2 separate regions of the Mus musculus genome follow, and region 1 is linked to region 2. A link is a contact called in public HiChIP or PLAC-seq data. All regions are on one chromosome and are shown on one strand. The core of a region is the stretch at or near the end of the contact, and the rest is flanking DNA. Distances in the headings are between cores, read along the strand shown.

Region 1 (5,743 bases), core at 2,235-4,734, 270 kb before region 2:
ATCTTCATCGAAAGGAAGCCAGGAGCAGACTGTCTTCCAGGCGACTAGGAGAAGAGTCTCAAACCCCACTCCCACAGTAACACACTTCCTCCAACAAGGCCACATGTACTAATAGTGCCACTCCCTAGACCAAACATATTCAAACCACCACAAACACTCAGGGTGTGTGGCCTTCAAGGATATGCATATCTACCCAGAAGGGCATTAGCAGCAACAGTAGCAGCAGGCAGAGCTGCAGGCCTTTTCCATGGTCCTCAGTTCCTCCTCCCCATGGGGCTATGGACAGGCAGAGGGAAGACTAGCTTCATTACCCTGTCTAGTCAACACCTGTGACCAGGAGAAACAAGAGGGAAATCTGCCCTGACTTCCAAGGCAGGGTCCCTGAGCAGCTATGTTTATACCCCACACACCTGAGCAAGGCCACCTCCTTCTGTGCCACTCCAAGGTAGTGGAGGTGGGTCCTCAGCACTTGTCAGAAAGAGCTGGCTTTTTGTAAGGGGACTGAGTTGCTAGGAGAGCATTTAAGACTATTGTTTGTGAAAATAACTGAGAAAGGAACTTGATGAACTCAGTGAACATGCGTAAACCCCTGGGTTCTACCAAAAGGAAGAAAGACATTTGAAGCACATACGGCCATGATACTGAGACAAGCTGAAGATGCTAAGGCATTCTGGGAAGCCGACAAGCAGCCATGATCTCACTGTGCTCACAATAACCAGATTAAGTTGTGGTTGTTCCTGCTCCACTGGTGACAAACTGCCCTGGGGTTCCAGAGGCACCCTCAGTTTCCTTCCTGGAAGCTAAGGAAGTTTTTCATTAAGTTTGTCTAACCAGCCAGGCTTGGTGGTGCACATCTTTAATCCCTGTACTCAGGAGGCAGAGGCAGCCAGATGTCTTATGAGTTGGAGGCTGGACTAGTCTACACAGTGAGTTCCAGGACAGTAAGGCTATGTAGTGAGAGATCCTGCTTCAAACAAACAAACAAGTAAAAAAGATCATCCAGCCATTAAGTAATTCTTAGTGTGTGCCTGTTTCTGTATGCATGTGCCTGTGTGTATACATGTGTGCTTGTGTGTATATGTGTGTCCTGTGTGTAAATGCCTGTGTTTGTGTGTGTTAACATTGATAGTGTGGAACTGAGGGCCGGTGGAGAGAGCCCTCCTTGTTCGTGAGACAACCTGGTCTTATCTCCAGGCTTCCCTGTGGTCTGGAGCCCTTTCTGATGCCTGGTTTGCTTTCTGTTCTCTTATTTGCTGACATCAGTGTACCTGGCCACAGCGAGGACAGTCCCTGGCTAAAAATCAATCCCAGGAAGTGGCACTCTATCCCCTGCATGGGCTGCAAGAATGACCTGCTTGGTTTTGAACCTGGCTCTGCCACACACTACCTATGTAACCTTGGACAAGTCACATAACCTCTCCGTGTGACCTTGGACAGGTTACTCAACCATTTTGCCCTTCTTCCTGAAAATGAGAGCAATACCCTGTACCTCTTCATGTGGTTATGTGCACTAAAGGAGGCTCTGGGTGCCTAGAAGAGCAGGGGGCATCTGGAAAGCATGAAGCTATGGCTACCTAAGAAACAAGGCAAAGCCTGCTTCCACTTATAATGCAGACAGCAATGCAATACATTCAACAGGAGCTCATGAAGAAGACATTTCCAGAGCATCATCGAGGAGGCACACAGAAGGCAGCTGCCGGACTCTGCCGCCCTGTTCTCAGGTAGCCGCCAAGGGCTGCAAGGGGTGGGGGTGGGGTGCACAGCTGCAGCTCAAGGGCTACAGACATGCTGTTCTGGAAGATGCAACTGTTCTGGAGGTGGTTGGCAGTGACGGTTACACAAGTGTGAATGTGCTTAATGCAACGAAGCTGTGCACTTAAAAAATGGTTACGTTAGGACTGGAGAGATGACTCAGTCGGTAAGGGAGCTTGCTGTATATGACCAGAGCTGGGGTGGAGGAGGACAGTGGGGTGCCCAAGTTCAACCTGGGGAACACACATAAAGATGGAAGGAGAAAACTGACAATACACACACACACACACACACGCACATGCACACCACAAAATTTTTTAGAATTAGTTAAGCTGGTAAAATTTATGTTATATCCACCAACTTAGCACAACTTTTTAAAAAACACCCTGCTAGTTTAGCTTTTGAATTCCCTCCAAAGGCCCATGTGTTGAAGGTTTGGTCCCCAGCTTGTTGTTCCTGGAAGTAGTAGAACCTTTAACAAATAGGGCCCTGTGTCATCAGGGACACGCCTTCGAAGGGAATTGGGGGCAGGGGGCTGCCGTCTGTTCTCTCTTGGTTTTTCCTTCCTAACCAAGAGGTGACTACTTTTGTTCTGAAGCAGGCTCCTACCACAGTGTTGTGCCCCAGGACCAGAGCCATGGGCCAACTGACCATAGGCTGAATTTATGAACCCTAAATAAATGACCATTCTTCTGTACAAGCCAGTTTTATCTAGGATGTTTCTTATAGCAACAGGAAGCTGGCTGACCCAGGCCTTTGGATGCCCATCAACTCACTGCTCCCTGGCTACTCCAGGGAGAGGTAGGTCTTTCATAAAAGAGGTATAATCTCAATTAGACTAAATTTCTCTTGGGGTAGGGATTCATTAGTTCAACTTTTGGCACACAAGGAACAGTCCTTTCTGTAGCCGGAATAAGGGGGGGGCACCTCTATGTAAATGCCAGGGGCGCAGCCATAAAAGCATCTCCCACAGGAGGACCTAATTGAGAACTGCCTGAGAGACCAAGGATTGTTCGTGCAGAGAATGCCAGCCAATCAGGAACTGCTGTTCAGAAGAGATGCTTTCTTGGGATGAATGGAGCTCAGGTGGAGGGTATTAAAGGAGCTTGCAGCAGCACTCAGATGAGCTTGCTGCAGTTTCTCACTTGCTCCCAGAGTCTGTGTCATTGACTCTACGCCACCTCACCTCCAACCCCCCAGGGCAGGTAGGGTCAGGCGTCGAGTAGTCCAGGGCACAGGCAGCATCTTTCCTGGTGTGAGTAGCAAGCTGATTACAGAGGCCCCTGAGAAGGGTTTGCATGAACACTGCAACTGGGACTGTTAACCCACAACAGTTCTCCAAGCCTGAGAGTCCCTCCTAGTTCCTACCCCGACTATGCCCCTAATACATGCCCTCCCCTGGCCCCAGTTGTGTCTCACAAACACATGGACTCCCCCCAGCTCCTGCGGTTTCTAAGCCAGCAGCCCCACAGATCACCATCTCTCTTTCTTCTGAGACCTGGACTAAGACAGCCATCAGTCTATCTACAGAACAGCCTTATTCCTGCCCACTGAGTCCGAGGGAAGGCTCTGCCACGGACGCTGCAGAACTTGCCAGGAAGAGGCAACATAAAGGGGCTTGTAAGCCAGGCCAAGGGCTTCTCTTTCTAGCAATCCAAGCAAGCAGGGAAGGGATGGAGATAGCAGCCCCAGACAGGCACCAGCCCAGCCAGATGCCACAGCAGGCCCTGGGGAGAACTTGCTGAGATGTTTCCTATTAGGGCAAGAAGCAACAGCTGAGAGGGCGGAGCATGAATCCAGCACAATTTCCTTTAACATTTTCGGTCCTAGGGAGCCAAAGGGCTGGGACACAAGAGGCTGGGCAGAGCACACAGTCTCTGTAGAAATGACTGGTGGCTTTTTTGTTTTGTGTTGTCGTTGTTGTTTTAAATGCTATTTCTTTCTCTCCCCCCACTCCCTGCCCCCCACCCCCACCTCTTGGAAATGCCATGGCATGGGGAATCTGGTACTTTGGCCAACACCAAAAGGCTCTCTCATGTCTCCCTGGCAGGCGCTATAGAAACAAGGGCTGGCTGCCTGCCTGCCAGTCCTCTCACCCTCTCTATCCAAGCTCTTCATGGTCACTCAGCCACCCTATCCTGATCAGCTAGGAGCTGTCCAGCTTAGAGCCCCTGGGAAGTCTGGCAACTCTTGGTGGGGAGCCTGGATACTTGACGGAGCCTGCAAAGTCACCCTGCTGTTGGACAATATCTTGGCACTGTTCAGAACTGTCACTGGGCGGGAGGGTTTGTCCACACCTGCTCTATTTGCTTGTCCCCTGTGCCTTACTCCCACAGTCCGCTTCCTCACTGAGAAAGCTGACATCCACACCCTCTGGGAATCAGAAGCCCTGCCTGCCGCATCACCAGCTCAGATGCATCCTGAGGACGACGTTCAGATGTCCTGGCTCCTCAGTAGATTTCAAAGGGCTCCTGGCCAAAAGGATGCTAATCAAATAGTTCCCTGAGAAATCTGTCATTCCTACCTGTGAGCTTCAGTGTCTGTATCTATGAAGTGAGAGACTTAGACTCACTGGTCCCTTCAGCATGAGCCTTTGTGGTCATGGTCCCATCTTAGGTTCCCTGGTGTCCACCGAAGCTCAGCTTCCTAAGAATATCCTTGTAGACCCTAGATATAGTCGAGAACCTTCTACATTTTAGACACTTAATAGGTGCATATCAAAATTGTTAAATAAGTGAGTAGATTTAATGGGGTGGAGTGGGGTGGGGTGGGGATCAAGCTGAAAAAAAATTTTTTCAAAGAGCTCTCCAAGAGCTCTCATATTTTTCAAGTTCAAATGACTTTTCGGTGGCCTTGACCTGAGAAAGCCTGCGCTGTGAATTCTCTTTGTGAAGAATAACACGGGGCTTACTGAATGGCACCCTGACAAGTCCTTACAGAAGCTGAAATAGTCCTCACTCGATTCCATCTATTGTGTCTGCCTTGCTGCTCCTGTCTGTCTGTCTGTACACAACAGTGCAGGTGTGCGAGAAGCACAGGTTTCCAGGACATGGAAAGAAGAGGATGGAGACAGGAAATAGCTATAAGGGGGTAGCCTGGTGCACACAGCCACGATCTACAATGTGACACAGAAAAAAAAATCCCTCAATTGCCACTAACCTCTGCCTTGCCTGAAGCATCTCTTCCTGCTGTGAGGGCACACAGCAGGCTGGGCTTTTGCCTGGACAGAGTTGATGCACTCCCATGACAGCGACACAGCCTCAGAGCACCCTCAAGCCACTACTTCACATTACACTTGTCACTACTCCCGGGGCTGGGGCTTCGTGCTTAACACTGGCACTGAAAATTGCTTGTTGATATCACTGGGGCGTTTTGAGAAGCCAACCTAATAGATATATTTTTAAAATGTATTTTTAAACAACGCTGTTGTTCTGAGAATGACTCGACCTTAAAGGGATCTGATGGTGCAAAATGGAGCTAAGAAAATGACTGTGGGTTCCTAACTGCTCCCCTGTCTTCAGGCTAACGGGCTCAAAGGCCCTTTGAATGGGCCTCGGGGGCTGGGAAAGATGAGGCTGGAGGAGAGGCAGGCTTATTAATGTTCACAGAGAGAAGGGATATCCTGTGTGAGGGAGGGAGGGAGGGAGGAAGAGAGAGAGGGAGGGAGGAAGAGAGAGAGGGAGGGACGAAGAGAGAGAGGGAGGGAGGAAGAGAGAGAGGGAGGGAGGGAGGGACGGAGGGAGGGAGGGAGGGAGGAAGAGAGGGAAGCTCCTGTGTGTGGGAAGAATGGGGGAAAGAGGGAGGGAGGAAGGGACGGGCGGACAGATGGACAAACAGAAGAAGGAGGGCAGAGTGTGGCCAGACCTGGTGCTCTAGACTCACCCCATAGCATCTACATCTGTCTGTCCGTGGCTCTGAGTTTCCCACCTGTTGGAGGAGTTGTGCTCAGCCCCTGGCTCCTGTTCAGTACTTTCTTTTTTTATTATTATTA
Region 2 (6,429 bases), core at 2,358-4,857:
TTAGGCCAGTCTGGGCTGTATGTAACTCTCTCTCAGAAAGCAAGCAGGAAGGGAAGGAGGGAGGGAGGGAGGGAGGGAGGGAGGGAGGGAGGGAGGGAGGGAGGGAGGGAGGGAGGGAATGAATTCCAAGTGTGGTGTGGTGGCACACACCTGTAACATCAGCCATCAGTAGACTGAGGAAGATTTGCCTAAGGTTGGGAACAGCTTGGGCTACACAGGGAGTTTAAAGCCAGCCTGACATACATGAGAAAGCTGCCTCATAAAAAACAAAGCTGCCTCATAAAAACAAAGCAAAACAAAACACCCCAGAAGTGAGGGGATGCTCTGCGCAGGCAGGGAGGAGCATAGTGCCAGCTGTAGGGAAATTCTGTCTTATCACTTAGCTGTAGAGCTTCTGGAACACTTTTGAAGAGATAAACTAACCTAAACCCATCCACATTGCATGATAAAACCAGGGAAGAGATGAGTTCTCCTTCTAGTTAGAGATGGTGAGGTAGGTGTGTGTGGGAGAGAGAGAGAGAGAGAGGTCAGGGGGGGAGAGAGAGGGAGAGAGGGGGAGGGAGCCCAGGTTGGCCTTAAACTCGGTATGAAGCAGAGGATGACCTTAAACACTTCTTTCCCTTTCTCTCCTTTGTGCTAGGCTTTCAGCTATTTCCCGAAATGCCCAGCCTCTCTTCTGTCTAAAGAAGCCACACACACCTGCTATGGTGTTGCAGACAGAATGTCATGTCTAACCCCCATGTAATGACACTCTAATGTAGTGTTAGGGAAGCTCATATGGTTATCACCCTCATGAGCTAACCATCCTTAGAGGCCACAAAGAGCTTCTCCGTTCTTTCCACTGTGTGAAACTATTAACAAGAACATGGATGCATACAGACCAGAAAGTGGGCCCTTAACCAGTGTCGGGTGACAAAACCTTTCCTGGGGAGGTAACACACAGGTCTACTCACCCCAGATTGGGATCCCACAACAAACCAAAGCACAGATACCACCCAAATCCAACTTGGTGAACTATGAGTTTTATTGGAGTTGCTTATAGGAATATAGGTGAGGGGTTCTTACAGAGCAGAAATGACACTTGCATCTCTAAGGCTGACCCTAGCATGGGTGACAGCTCACAAGACTGGGAACCTGAAGCTCACTGCATAGGCTGCAGGCAGCTCAACAGTTAAAGAGGGTCCTTCCAGGTGCAGCAGTTGGTCTAAATGTCTTCCAGGCAGGGCTGCTGGTCTGCTTATTCCAGGCAGCTGATCTGGTCTCAAAGTCTCCTTCTTAGCTCAGCTCTCTTTTGATCTGAGGTGAATTACTCTGACCAGAGGGATCTATTGAATCTGGTCAGTTTCAGAAACTTCCTGAAGCTATTTTGAGTTGTTTGCCTCCCTGCTTAAGGAGCTTCCTGTAGGACAGACTGTTTTAATCTTAAGAGGAAGCTGCTACACACCAACCAGACTTCAAAACAACCAGTGTTTTGATCTTGAGCATCTCAGCTGTAATAACTGTCAGAAACAAAGAGCTGTTAGTTATAAACCACCCAGGCTGTGGTATGTAGTTAGAGTGCAGAAGCAGCCTAAGAGAAGTGACCAGACAGATAACTACAGCAATCAATCTTGTCATGTGACCCGTGATAACAGCTTGGACAGTCTCTGTCACATAAGACAGTAAATGGCTGTGAACTTAGGGCACATCTTAAAACCTGCATAACACCAGCTAATATCATTAACCACCAGCATTAGGCCCATAGCCAGTAGATTGCTTCATTTTAAGGTAAGCCAGAAACCTGATGATATGACATTAAAATTCCAGATTTTAACAGGCTACCAAACAGTTCAGATTTAAAGTAGATACCAATTGTTCTAGTCAACTCCAGGGACACACTCTACCCTGTGAGCTCCCCTTAGGGTAAGGGCTCTTGTATATTTTAATGTTGCACATAATGGTGGTCACATTTTATTAAAAACTACCAGCCAGCAAAGCCTTTCTGATTTTTTGTTTTGTTTTGTTTTGTTTTGTTTTGTTTTGTTTTGTTTTGTTTCAAGACAGGTTCCTCTGTGCAGCCCTGCTGTTCTGGAACTCATTTTATAGATCAGGCTGGCTTTGAACTCAAAGATCTGCCTGCCTCTGCCTCCCAAGCACTGGGATTACAGGTGTGCAATCCTCCCCAACTCCTTTACATTTTGCTTTACACACTACTGTACTTTGGGAATGGAATGCCCCCCAAAGGCCATGTATTGAAGTCTTGGGTCCCATGTTGACACTATACAGAGGTGACAGAAACTTCAAGATGGGTTAGTAGGCTCTCTGGTGATGTCACAGCCTCTTGAAACACATATTAACACATAGTTTCATGACTCCAGTGTTTTCAACAAACCAAGAGGAAACAGAAGCTAGGGAACCCGCTCACAGGTGCTGAGGCAGAAGGTACCTTCCAGCAGCCTGGCCATACTATTGTGCTCTGGCACGGACTCACCTCCTGGACCATGATGCCGAGGGGTAGGACACGACTACTGTCCTTTGTATTTTCCATAGTATATGATATACAAGGTAGTCCTTAAATCATGTTGAGCTGAACTGATACTGTATGTAATTGAAGTGTGCTTTCATCCATTCATTCAGCTCAATGAAAGAGCCCTAAGCTGGAGTGCTTGCCCAGTGTATGCATGAAAATCTTACAATTTTTCACTTTTAATGAATTGGAAGACTCTGCTACGGAACCAAAAATCCCAGAATACAGCACTCGAGAACAGAGGGAGGTGGGTTTCTATGAGTTTGAGGCTAGTCTGGTCTGACCTTCATAGTGACAGGACAGCCAGGGCTATGTAGCTTACAACCATGTCTCAAAAAAAACAAAAGCAAACAGAAAGGAGAGTGCTATGTACTCTGGCTGTTTCTCCTTAACTACCTCCTACTTTCTTATACCCGACACTGCAGAGATTCTGTCTTCTGGTCCTACACTTTCGTGGCATGGATAGCTGAATTGGCCTCATGCTGTCCTTATTGCTAGTCCTGATGGCTTGCACATGTAGTCAAAGCCCTCGGGAGATTAAGGCAGGAGGACCAAGGGCAACCTGAGCTAACGAGTGAGTTCAAAGTCAGCCTGAGCTACATAGCAAAAAATAAAATAGTCAACCGTTCCCTCCCTTAGGAGAACGAACATAAATTAAGGGAGAGGACAAACACTGCAGGGGACGAAAGCCTGATTTCTACTTTAAAATGAAGACGGCAGTTGCTCTGACCGTCTGGCAGTTGCAAGAGACTCCGTAACTGGCCTGCAACTTCCCAACAGCGACTCTGCACAGATGTCTCTGCAGTTGTCCCCTGCAGGGTCGGACGCGACCAGCAGCCACCCCCAACACCGCTGCTTGGGGTTCACCTCACACACCCCCGACCAACGCGGACCGCCACGAACCCCACGGGACGTCCCGGCTCCCTGGGACGGCCACGGCGGTGGGGTGAGCCTCTCTCCGAGAGGGGCGTGAGGTCCCCAGCAAGCCGAGGGCACGGGAGGGCGTGGCCCACACGCTCGGGGGCGGGGCACCCGGCGCTTTCAAACCCCAGCCGCCTTGGCGGCGGAAGTTCCGGTGTCGGCGAGCGGAGGTGAGAGGTCAGCAGGAAGTCGATACGTGGCCGCCGCCTGTCCCCGCCGAGGAGGCGCTGCGAGCGGAGATGGCGGCGCAGCTGAACGTAGAGCAGCTCGAGGTGTCGCTCGACGGTCTCACGCTGAGCCCGGACTCGGAGGAGAGGCCCGGCGCGGAGGGGGCCCCGCCGCAGACGCCGCCGTCCTCGGCCCCGGGGAATGGACTGGGCTCCGGCGCCTCGGGGCAGCAGCGGGAGCCCGGGGAGGCGGCGGCTGAGGGCGCGGCCGAGGAGGCGCGGCGGATGGAGCAGCACTGGGGCTTTGGCCTGGAGGAGCTTTACGGCCTGGCGCTGCGCTTCTACAAAAGTGAGCGGGTCACTCGCCCCTGCGGGACTGCGGGCCGGCCATGCCTGCCCCACCCACCCGAGCTAGGCCGGGGTGACCGGAGCGCCGGTCCGTCCTTGGTGGCACCGAGAGTTTGTCACTGCCGGTCCGGCCCCTGGTCACACCCCTGAGAGACCTAGAACCCTGGTTTAGCAGCCCGTGTCGCCTAGTTGCTGGGGCGTTCCACCTGGTTTAAGTTTTCTGGTTTCCACGAGCTAGAGTGGACAGGAGCGCGCGCTCCCCGGGGCTCCTATTCTGGGATGGATTTCGCCTTTTTGTTATGTATCGGTTTTTCACGGCTCACGACAACATCGAAGCGATTTTTAAAGAGAGAAAAAAAAACTATCTTAGTGGAAGAAAATTGTATTGGGTCCCACACATCCCTTTTCTAGCCTTGTAAACCGTGAGCGTGTGTGGGACATGATCATTAGGCGATAGGGATGTGGCGAAGGATGAAGTAAAATACTAAGTTCATTTATTCCCTTTTGCCTGAGTGAGTAAGTGATGGCCACTGTGTTCTAGTAACTTCTAAGTGGCTAGGAAATTCTACCATGGAAGTGAATGATGAAGACTAAAGCGCGAAGTTCTCGTTCTCTCTCTCTCTCTCTCTCTCTCTCTCTCTCTCTCTACTGTTTCTTAAAACAAAATTGTGATGTGCGGTGATTTCCTGCCTTTTTTCTTCTCTAGTTAATACTGGAGGTAACAGTCACAAGATTTGGTCAGTGGGAAAGAGCTTGACTCATAGTCTGATTCTTAAAGGCTATTTAGGTTCTTGCGTGGGAAAACAAAGCAAGATAAGGGCAAATGAAACTTTAAAGGGGTTGCTAGGTTCCACCTGCATTCTAGAACCCCATATTTATGACAAGCTTCCCAGAGTTAGGGCTTTCGGATTGCCTAGTTCACCAGCTAAAGTTGAGTTGTTCACTGTAGTGACCCGTGTGAAGGTAGTTTTATTTTTAAATCAACTTTCATTGTGCAAACTAGGTGAGATTCTATGAAACTTTCCAGAACAATAAATGGTTACTCTAAATTCATAGTATTTTAAAGTTTACCCTTGAGCTGTTCTTTGCCATGGCTGGAGGAGTTCAGCCTTTCCTGTGTGGTAATGAGTTTAGGATCACTTTAACTCTTGAGTCGCCGATTTGATTTTAGAGTTTGTCGTAAATAAATGCGAATCCACTGGTTTCTGTACAGTTCACATAGCAGTGCTTGCCCTTAAAAGTTAATTTTTGGAACTTGCATTTTAATAACATAAGCTGCAAGAAACAGGGACAAACCAACTTTAACTCTCTCTCTCTTTTTTATTTTTTAAGAATTTTTAATTTTTGTGAGTGAGTGAGTGTGTATGTATCAGTGTCAATGTGGGTCCCCCAGGAGACCAGAAGTGTTGGATCTCCTGGGGCTGGAGTCACAGGAAGTTCTGAACTGCCTGACTTGGGTATTGAGAATTGAACTAGGGTCCTTGGGAAGAGCATTGTGCATTCTTTACCAATGAGATATGGCTCCAGAGCCAGAAAGAACCAACTTCTATTCTAATCTTTGATTTTGCTGCATGGGAAACAAAGGGAGTGGAGAGGTATTTCATCTGAGCCCATCTATTTTGAAAATAGCAGTATCTTCGTAAAGAGAAGAAAACACTGAGATGGTGTCTCACACTTAATCCCAGAACTAGGCAGGCAGAGGCAGGTGGATCTCTGTGAATTCGAGGCCAGCCAGGCCAGCACAATTCTGGGACAGCCAAAGCTACATAGCAAGAGCCTGTCTTAAAACAACAGTTAACAAAAACCTAAACAAACTGATTAACTAACTTAAAAAATTGTGTAACGGGCAGCAAATTTAGCATTGTGGGTCAGGAGCCTCATTCTAAATTATTGTTGCTATATAAATTCCTAGAAATTTAACTGCGAGAATCAAGCTCTACATAGAGAAGCTGGATTATGTAACACTGGACTCACATTTAAAATTTAATTATTTAAACAGATTATTTTAAATTGCCTTCTGAGTGGCAAGAGTCTTTGGAGAACCCATATTGATTAGTCACCTTACAGAAGGAAGTGCATCAATGGGGATAGTTTGCTCAGTTCCTAAATGCTCAAAGCTGTTCAGGCACTTTTCTGTGTGGATTATTACTTGGCAATAACAGTGAGAGGCTGCTGTAAGTATATCAGGCACTAATTCAAAGAGAGAAAAGCATATAAAAGCAGAATTAATAGAACCCGGGGTGGATCCAACAAGGCTGCTTTGTTTTTTCTGGTGTGTATGTGTGCGTTTTCTGTGTAGAAGTCACAGGACAACCTTGGGCGTGGTTCTCCTTGAGAAGGGATCTCCTTTGCTGCTTTGTACACCAGTCTAGCCATGTGCCATGAGTGGAGATTTTCTTGTCCTAGCCTCTCTTTATGTAAGAGGGCTGAGTTTAGAGATATCCACTATTTTATGTGTCTTGATTATTTTTTTAAAGGAGGTCTGAA

The links. HiChIP or PLAC-seq counts read pairs in DNA pulled down with a chosen protein or histone mark.
Region 1: an H3K4me3 HiChIP or PLAC-seq map of craniofacial prominence shows a contact between it and region 2, with 4 times the contacts expected there. The contact joins the enhancer-like site here to the promoter of Acbd3 in region 2. A contact is called at or near these places in 6 of 39 promoter capture datasets (the 3T3-L1 cell line, 3T3-L1-derived adipocytes, the C10 cell line and 3 more), 2 of 484 Hi-C or Micro-C datasets (bone marrow-derived macrophages and embryonic stem cells), 2 of 115 datasets of contacts at active chromatin or transcription factors (craniofacial prominence and large pre-B cells) and 3 of 9 other capture datasets (adipose tissue, macrophages and pancreatic islet).

The regions. Positions count from the first base shown.
Region 1 is chr1:180,455,002-180,460,744 of GRCm38.p6, forward strand. The region is part of intron 1 of Stum (mechanosensory transduction mediator); the gene reads right to left. Among named protein-coding and RNA genes, the nearest start is that of Stum, 26 kb to the right of the region's middle. Within about 2 kb of position 3,485, at least 21 of the 459 cell types and tissues checked have an H3K27ac peak or open chromatin away from gene starts, as enhancers often do. A contact at or near this core is called in craniofacial prominence, where this site is marked.
Region 2 is chr1:180,722,436-180,728,864 of GRCm38.p6, forward strand. Acbd3 (acyl-Coenzyme A binding domain containing 3) reads left to right here and starts at 3,608. Exons shown (of 8, transcript NM_133225.3): 1 at 3,608-3,943. The coding sequence starts at 3,667.